2 separate regions of the Mus musculus genome follow, and region 1 is linked to region 2. The links are chromatin contacts, called in public HiChIP or PLAC-seq maps. All regions are on one chromosome and are shown on one strand. The core of a region is the stretch at or near the end of the contact, and the rest is flanking DNA. Distances in the headings are between cores, read along the strand shown.

Region 1 (4,630 bases), core at 722-3,221, 240 kb before region 2:
GGAAACAGCGTGACAAGAAAGTTCCCAGAACTGAAATCTGTTCTAATCAGTCTCAGTTTGTCACACACCCTACCCAACAAAGGACAGAAGGCCCACAGCAAGGCCAATTATTGTGAAATTTCAAAGATAAAGATACTGAGAGCTTCCAGAAAGAGAGCTTCCAGAGCTGAGAGAGAGAGAGAGAGAGAATAATAGCATGAACAAAATCATTATAACAGGTCTAAGAAACAGGTCGTGTATAGCTCCTGTCCCAGAAGGCAGAATCTTAGAGGTTGAAGCAGGAAGATCAGGAGTTCAAGGTCATCTTTGGCTACAGAGAGAGTGTGAGACCAGCAAGGATGTTTGAGATTCTGTCTCAAGAACAAGGGAGTGGGGCACAGGGTGGCACTGAGTCCTCAACAGCAGCACTGCAAGATGGTTTTGACTGGATTTCTATACCCAGCCAAACTACTAATCAACAGTGGGCTTCTCTACAGCAACCCTGAAAACAGGGGGCAAATAAGTAAGGCCTATAAAATTCTGAAGAAAAAGAATGTGTTATTGAGTTTATACTCAGGAAAATAGCAATCTGGGGAGGTGTTAAAGATATCTTTAAAATTCACATCCTCCCAAATTCACCTTTCACTGTCTGCATCTCAAGGTATGCCTGGAAGGAGTGGAGAGCCGACCAAGGAAGAGGTATTTCACAAAGCAGCTGATCCAGTGGAGGGCAAACTGAAAGGACCTGGTGTCCCGTGGAGAGAGGTTGTGACCTCAGCCAAGACAGGAACGAGGAACTACGTCTTCATACCAGCACTGTTTGCCTCACTGTGGTTGGCTCTTTGGGCCCTCTGACAGCTGACCTGCTTTTGCTCCTACCTATCTGTCTTCCTCAGCTACAGTAACTACAGCTGCTGCTTCTCTGCCCTCTTCCTCTTCTTGCTCTTCCTCCTCCTCCTCTCTCCATAGGCACAAAGCAGGTTTCTGGAACTCTCCATGTCCCTCAGGAACTGAGGAAGACTATCATACTGTCACCAATGGAGTTGGTTTGAATACCCCAGCCAAGATGGCCCATCTTTTAAACAAGCTAATGGGGGCACCCATGTCACAGTGCCACTGTGAGGACAGAGTGAGATGATATTTGCTGAGCTTTTAGCTTAGCATCTGGTGAGCTGTCATGTGATCCCGGCATTTGTTAAATGAGCCATATTACACATTGAAGTGAAGGTGAACTTGGCAGTAAGTTAGCCATACATCACTTTACTTTCCAGCCTCAGCTGCCACAAGCACTGATGTGCTCCAAACAGTCACACACAGCTGGACCCTCGTGCATGTGCTTTCCCAGTGGCTCTTTGACCTTGGGATGGCAACAGGGTCTGGCCACATAAGTCCCTTCTGCACATTCTAACTGCCTCTTACTGCCACTAGGACCCTCTGTGCTGTCCTCTTCAGACAGACCCTGTCCTCCATCTCCAAAGACCTTTCCCAGTGAGCCCCTCACCAAAAGATCTTCCTTCTGCTTCACAGCCTTCCCCTGTTTTGGATTATACTCCCCAGACAGCCCATTCTTTCTTTATCAACGAACAAACAAATAAATCATGATGGTTGACAATTACTAATACAGTTTCCTGGATTGCCACATACACATTGGTTCTCTGTCACATTCTAGACATTTGTCCAACCTCTGCCCTTGGTGAATGCTCTCTGTTCAGGTTATTTGATCTTGGCTGACTGTCAACTCCACAAGGACAGGTGCCCCATGCCAACTTTGCTGCTCTCTGTTTTCCTGGTCCTTAACATGTATGGTGACTGGCTTCTATGTTTTAACATCTTTTTGTTGGGGATAAGCCTAAAGACTATTGTTGCCTTGCCCTAGAGAGAGAGAGAGAGAGATGATGGGATTGAGGGCACCGTCTCTTGAGAGCACACAAAGGTCTCCTCTAAGGGCTGGCAGGAAATGGAGGTGCTGACAAGCAGTTGACAGGTTAAAAGAAGAAAGGCAGACCCCACCCAGGCGGGCGGAAGGTGGTTGCGGTTTCTTTGGTAAGCGATCACCCCAGTCTCTTGCTTTTTTGCCTTCTGTTCCTCTGGCTATGTAACCAGGCCAATCTTCCAGATCAGCTGAGGCCCTTTGGGGGTGGGGATGGGGGTGGGAAGGGACATTCCTTCTCGTGGATAACGCTGTGACTCATCTGGGGAAACAGTTTCAGCCCAGTGGTTCACCCGGGCTAGTTTTTTGTCTCATTTCCCAAGAGCCAATCAGCCTCTTAATTTCTCTCTGAGGTTTGGAGTTTCCCCTCCAGCAACTCAGAGACTCGGCAGAGGTGCTTTGCATAAGTGTGGGAAGCCTTGGAGCTTGAAAAAGGAATAGCTTAGGGAACTGGGAGGCTTCTGGGGGTGCTCAGCAGATATCCACCCCCCCCCCAACCAGGGATGTGGGTTCCATTCTTGTGCAGGCCTAGTTATCTCTTCCTAGGCACTCTGTAAAAGAAATCAACAGAAGAAAAACCAAAGGAGACTCAGGATTCAGCTTTCCATCTCCATGAGCAAGTCAGCGAGAGGGATGCGAGTAGAGGCCCAGGTGACCTGAGGCAGTGACAAGCTGTAGGCTCTATCTGTTACGTGGAGCAGCCACAGGGCTTGACCTACAGCCTACATTTCACAGTTTTGAGGGTGGGGGAGTAGAGTGGTTTGGGACAGTATTTCACTATCTAGTCAAGGATGAACTTGAATTTCTGATCTTCCTACTTCCACCACTCCCACCCCCCAAATTCTGGGATTACAGTTTCATGGGCCATGTCTTCCTCCCCAGCTAAAAATGCTTTGTAAATAAATTGAAGGAGCGCACTCTCAGAGCACATTCTCCTGATTCTGGCATTTCTGTCCCATCAATGATGAGCTTTTTGATTTTTGATTTTTTTGTGATTGGTTGCCCGGCTTTTTACCCAGGATCTGAACTGAGGTTTCTGTGTGCTCAGCAAGTGCATTGACCCGAGGAGGCATCTCTTTAGATACCTGTGACTTCAAAGTCGCTTCCTTTGTCAAGCAGGGCCGTGCAGGAAGAACAAGAGAAAAATAACGAGTTGGTAAACATAAGGTTACTTTGGGTAAATTCTTACTGAGGAGAGAAGCTGTTATCAAGCCCATGGAAACGAGCGGTTGGGGAACATTGGTTCCTATCTTTCATGCTTGCTTAGAAGATCAGACAATCTCCTTTCAGTTTTGGTGACGTAAAACTTGAGTGTAAGTTACCCATGTGAATGAGTCTGCACTGTCAGGACCCAACACAGAAGTTTAGTTCAAAATAATGGCGTCCTCTAATTTAAGTCCAAGATCATCTCCAGGCACCCTAGGCTAATGACATTGTGATTAGTTTTGTCCAAGTGGCCCTAGCAAAGCTCATCAGATACAAGAGAATGAATGTGTCCTGGACCTCAAAAGCTTTCCCATGAGCCAAGCAGGGTGTCAGGCTGGCTCAGCCACAGAGAGCCCTGAAGAGCTCAATGTAGGGAAGGCTTCGTGGTCACAGGCTCTCTAAGAAGGAGTCCCACCTGGGTCACAATGACACAGCATCACCCAGACAAGAGCCTCCCTGGTTTCAAATGACCTCTGCAAGCCCATTTGACTCACAATCACCCTCTTTCTCATTCTCTGAAGTGTCATCCTTTGACCCCAACTGAAAAAAAAAAAAAAAACCAATCCCTTATTTCCCACTCATTAAGAACACAGGTCTGGGCAGAAGCTAACACTGTAGTACACATTAGCCAACTAGATGACAAAATCTATTTCTTTCCTCAGAAATTCTTTATCCCTTCTCCTAAACTCATGATTTAACCCCTTACCAAAGACTTACATTAACTAGCTGTAACTTCAGCTCCAGGGAATCCAATACCTTCTTCTCTCCACAGGCACCTACACACACACACACACACACACACACGTATAGATACACACATGTAGTAAAAAAAAAAAACTTAACACATAATAAGGTAATGCTTTTATTGCATGTGATGAGTTTTGTTAGGGCCACTTGGACAAAAATAACCATAAAAAGCACAATGTCTTTAGTCCTGGATGCCTGGGGCGATGATCTTGGACATAATTGAGAGGTCATTGTTTTGAGCTAAGCTTCTGGGTCGGGTGCTAACAGTGACAAATGGAATAACAATAAAAAGACTTCACCTAGCTTCCCATTCTTGTGGGTTTCTTGTAGAATTTTTCATGAAATTTGTGAGTGAAGATGCTGTACCTTAAATAAGACAAATTCCAACCCCCACTCTCTGCTTCCCTGACCTTGAACTGTACAGTTAGCTCTTTTAAAGAGCTTCGTGTTTCTCATTTGCATACCTGGAGCTAAGCTAGCTCACTGTGGTGGCTCACTCATTCAACCATTTTGCTTTTGCTTTTGTTTTTAAAGTGCCTGCAGTCTTAGCCAGCACCATGCTGCTGTGGTATTGAGGGAACTTGCCTGGGCACGCAGGGGCTTTCTCATATAGCCACAGAAGGACATCTTTGCTGGTCATGGTTGGAGGGCAGCAGGGGAAGGCCAGATTGTGAACATTTTCCAGCTTTAAAAATGGCTCTGGACAAAGCATAAGCCTGGGCATAGCTAGATTAAAGCTAGGCTTGATTGGCCTGCGGCCATTCTCCT
Region 2 (4,612 bases), core at 724-3,223:
TTCATTTACTCCTTACTCATTTTGCTCCTACAAAAGCACACTGGGATCATGGCCTCCCTAACTCCATTCTGTCTCCCGCTAGCTCTCTTTTGCCTCTGTACCCATTTTCCTCCTCCCAAGACACTCTCCTCTGCAATTACCTTGGGTTTCTGAAATGACAAGATAGATCAATATCCCCGAAACAAGTACTGCAGGACAGATGGCCCCTGATGAGATCACCCCCAAAGGTGACAAAATTACCCCTGTTGGACTCTGAGGGTGCATCTCAGAGCAGGAGCAATCATTGCAAGGGAACTAGATTGCTTCCCTCACAGAGCAACCACAATAACCGTTCAGTCACATCACTGGCCTGGCTAGTCACCTGTGCTTTCAGCTACACAAACCCCACCCCTAGCTCCCCAATACCTCCCACTATTTCCCTTTCCTATAAAATTTCAGCATCCCTTCAGCCCTTGAAGACAGGTGTGGGTTTACTGCAGCTCTGTCTGTTTTTCCTAATGAGCTCCCACCCATCAACGAGTCTTCTCTTCTCTTTGATTGGCATATTGGCATGGCATCCCAGCCTATTGCGACTCTCAGAAGTGGAGCTTTTGAACTAAAATTGCAGAGATAAACCTTGATGATCCAGCTAGGAGAAACAATGCCTTTTGGGCATTAGCCAATCCCAATGGCTCAGTCTCTGATGAAGATGGGAGACTGATTGGTCCCACACAATTGCTGTGATTTGTTTTGTTCTTGGGACCTCTCCTAATCTCAGCTTGGGGAGTCTTTCTACCACTACTCATGAAGCCAAGAAGTAAGTATGTGGACTCACAGGAAGAGCCCTCCATCTTTTCCTACAGTGCACACTGGGCCTCTGGATTTTTGGAGGTTTTTGTTGCTGTTGTTGTTGGTGGTGGTGGTGGTTTGATTTGGTTTGGTTTGGTTTTTCTTTTGTTTGTTTAAACTCTGAGATTCTGGAATCAAGCCATTTGTTTTTGACAAGGAAATTTGAAATTATGCAGGAACAGCTGTACCAAATGTCGGGCAGAGATACAAGGTAACTCAAGGAGCCAGGATGTTGGGAAATCTCTCTTGGGCTTTGTTTAACATGGAGTCCTAAGTCTGTACTGTGAGGAAGGCCCCGGGAGAGTGCTGGTCCAGCCAAGGAAAAGATGGTGAGTTATGTGAGCACAGCCTGAGTTAGCACTGGATGCAAAAGCCTCGAATGGTTCATTATGGGGTTCTCTCTCTCTCTCTCTCTCTCTCTCTCTCTCTCATTGTTTTACAGTAGGAATTATTTTGTCTGACACTAGGAACATGAGCTAAAACGTATGACGCAAAACCCAAAAGGCACTGTAGATGATTCCACTATTACTTCTTGATTTCTGCGGTGAGAAGCTGGACTTAACTACATTATGGTATACCAGACCAGCACTTCTGGCATAGGACTCCATCTACATTCACTATCTAATGAATTTACATAATAAGTGAGGGCCCAACATACAGAAAGAGATATACCCCGGGTGCTCCCAAAGCACTCCCCAAACCCTGCCTGAATCTAAGCAAGCCCTAGAATCTAACTGCAGATTAGCAATCAGAAAAAATTCAAACTGTATTGAAACTCTAAAGATAAATAGTTGGGTAAGAGAGGGAGAAAGAGATCTTAAAAGATATAGACTATATTTGGGTTATAAATCACAGAAAGAAATACTGGAAATTATGAAGCCTGAGTGAGAACAATAAATGCATTTTACTGCTGTACTTATCACTGTTCTCATCTCTGTGACAAGCGCCTGACAGAAGCTGGAGGACATTGTTCTGGTACAAAGTTTCAGGCCATCATGGTGGTGGTGGTGGGCGTGGCAGCGGGCTGGAGTGACTTGTGGCCAGGAAGTGGGAAAGTTGGGCAGCTAGTCTTCACATCTTGATAATAGGTCAGGAAGGAGGGTGCTCTGACAGGAACCGGAGGTGAGGTCACATATCAAACGGGGTATCAAAGCCTGCCCCCATTGACCCACTTCTGCTAGAAATACCACAAGTCTCTAAGCTTGCACACACCCCCAAAGCAGCCATGCTAGCTGGGCACCATGTGTTCAAGCACATGAGCCCGGGGAAAGCATGTCACAGCCAAACAGAACAGTGGTACTTGCGCTAAACGGTGGTAGTCAGGGTATATTTTACAACTAGATCCTACCTTTTGGACTTGGTAAAAATTCTTACTCTTTCAGTGATGAACTGTCTGCGGCTTCCCAGATAAGCATCCAGTGGAAGCGATACATCGTGAGTGGATGAGCTGGGGTGCTCAGGTGTGATTTCCTGAGGGCAAGTGACAGCTTCATGGAGTCATTACACTGTCCCCCTCAACTGTCTATGCTTGTAGTTCACAATCAAAAAGCTAAACAAACCTCACCCACATCGTTTCTGCATGAGACAGCTGCTCTCGCCTGCTAACAGAATCATTAGCACAAGACAGCCAGGAATGGCTCGCGTAGGCTCCCAGAATGTGTTGGTGGATGGTAAGGTGCTGGGCTGGGGACTAGAGAGATCAAGTGTTTCCCAGGTGACACAGTGAGCTACAGGAGCTGGGTTCTTTACTCCTGGGAATGCCATGCCACCAGAGACCCTGTCAGTCATCAGAAACCATTGTGGCGGCAACTCCTCACGAAGTTTGATCTTCCCAGATCTCCTATTTCCTTAAATCTTTAACTGTAGAGTATATAAGTATAAGGGGAAAAACATACCAGATCAACTACACAAATTTCTAAACTACATTCTAATGTTTTCTTAAGGTTCTCTCTCTCTCTCTCTCTCTCTCTCTCTCTCTCTCTCTCTCTCTCTCTTCCCACCCCCCCCCCCCCCCCACTGTTAGGGATCAAACTCAAACTCAGGGCCACATAAGTGGGATTCTCTACCACTGAGCCACAATCCCACACTTACATTTTGAGGTATGATAGGTGAATGTGGACGCCTCCTGCTCTTGTTTCTCTTCTTTCCCTCTCCTGGTGTGCTGGAGCGTTCTCTCAGCTCAGGTCATTATATGTCCATGTCTACATCATCTGTACCTATCTATAATCTATTGTTCATCTTCTCCCTTATCATTTATTATCTATCATTTATCTATTACCTATCTAAATGTCTATGCTCAAATAGTTTTTTGTGTAGATTTGTGTCTTACATAAACAGAACGATATCTCTGAGACTCGCTCTCTTCTCTTCTCTTCTCTTCTCTTCTCTTCTCTTCTCTTCTTTTCTCTCTCTCTCTCTCTCTCTCTCTCTCTCTCTCTCTCTTTCTTTCTTTTTTTTTCGAGACAGAATTTCTCTGTATACCCCTGGCTGTCCTGGAACTCACTCTGTAGACCAGGCTGGCCTCAAACTCAGAAATCCACATGCTTCTCCCTCCCAAGTACTAGGATTAAAGGCGTGTATCACCACTGTCCGGCGAGACTCACTCTTTTCAAACAGCATTGTGTTTTGAAACTTACCCTAGTGATACATAAAGTTCTGGCTCATATATTTTAATACCTGTAAATGATCTTATCATATAAGAACTAGCATACGTTTAAAAGAATTCTTTCCTCATTAAGATCAGGGTGTTTTGCTCAAATGAGGAAGCAACTCAGGTCCACCCACATTTCTTTGTAGACTTGAGGAAAAGTTTCTGTAGGGTTCATTCTTGGGCATGGAGTTGTCAGGTCTTAGAGAGGTGAGGCGTCTCCCACTTGCAGGTCGCCACTCTGTTCTGCAGAGCGGCTGAACCTGTGCACACTCTCCCAGAGTATTTGACAAGACGAATCTATCCCCATCCTCCTGTCAAACCCACACGCCTGCCAATCCACTGGGAGGAGATTGTTCCCGCTGTGATTAGTTGTTTGCATTTCCCTCAGAACTAGCAAGATGAAGGCTTTCTGAGCCTTTACCAGCCTATCTGGCTCCCTTTCCCTTGGGTCCCTGCCACTGTCTTCTACCTACTCCTCTAGCTTTTCGAATTCACGTGCTGATTCGGAAGAATCTGAATTTGTCATACAATCCAGGTGCCCTTGTTTTGCTGATGGTAAGTATTGCATTCCTTTATTTTATTACTGTTTTCTTATTTCTTGTTGGGCATTTTTTGTTGTAAAGACAATTTGAATTTTAACATCAAATTTATCTATCTATCTATCTATCTATCTATCTATCTATCTATCTATCATCTATCTATCTATCTATCATCTATCTATCTATCTATCTATCTATCTATCTATCTATCTATCATCTATCTAGCTATCTATCATCTATCTATCTATCTATCTATCTATCTATCTATCTATCTATCAATCATCTATCTATCTATCTATCTATCATCTATCTATCTATCATCTATCTATCATCTATCTATCTATCTATCTATCTATCTATCCATCTATCTATCTATCATCCTATCATCTATCTAATCTATTTCTCATGATAGCTTTGTTTCCTAGGCTCTGTTCAATGGCTCTTTCTCTCCTCAGGGTCATGGGGTGATTACAAGACCACAGAGTCATGCAGGGGGTCTTGGCTGCCAGCCATGGAAAGTGACCGGACCCTGCCAGCTTGGCCTTCATGAGTGGCTTAATCTACTGATGAACTCAACTTCTGAGTAGACTATGGA

The links. HiChIP or PLAC-seq counts read pairs in DNA pulled down with a chosen protein or histone mark.
Region 1: an H3K27ac HiChIP or PLAC-seq map of regulatory T cells shows a contact between it and region 2, with 5 times the contacts expected there. The contact joins two enhancer-like sites. A contact is called at or near these places in 7 of 484 Hi-C or Micro-C datasets (B cells, bone marrow-derived macrophages, cerebral cortex and 4 more), 14 of 115 datasets of contacts at active chromatin or transcription factors (the 230-238 cell line, CD8 T cells, T-cell acute lymphoblastic leukemia and 6 more) and 1 of 9 other capture datasets (embryonic stem cells).

Annotation. Positions count from the first base shown.
Region 1 is chr9:61,667,407-61,672,036 of GRCm38.p6, reverse strand. No RefSeq gene overlaps it. Among named protein-coding and RNA genes, the nearest start is that of Gm34770, 8.3 kb to the right of the region's middle. Within about 2 kb of position 1,971, at least 118 of the 459 cell types and tissues checked have an H3K27ac peak or open chromatin away from gene starts, as enhancers often do. A contact at or near this core is called in CD8 T cells, memory CD8 T cells and regulatory T cells, where this site is marked.
Region 2 is chr9:61,424,537-61,429,148 of GRCm38.p6, reverse strand. No RefSeq gene overlaps it. Among named protein-coding and RNA genes, the nearest start is that of Gm34322, 16 kb to the left of the region's middle. Within about 2 kb of position 1,973, at least 39 of the 459 cell types and tissues checked have an H3K27ac peak or open chromatin away from gene starts, as enhancers often do. A contact at or near this core is called in CD8 T cells, memory CD8 T cells and regulatory T cells, where this site is marked.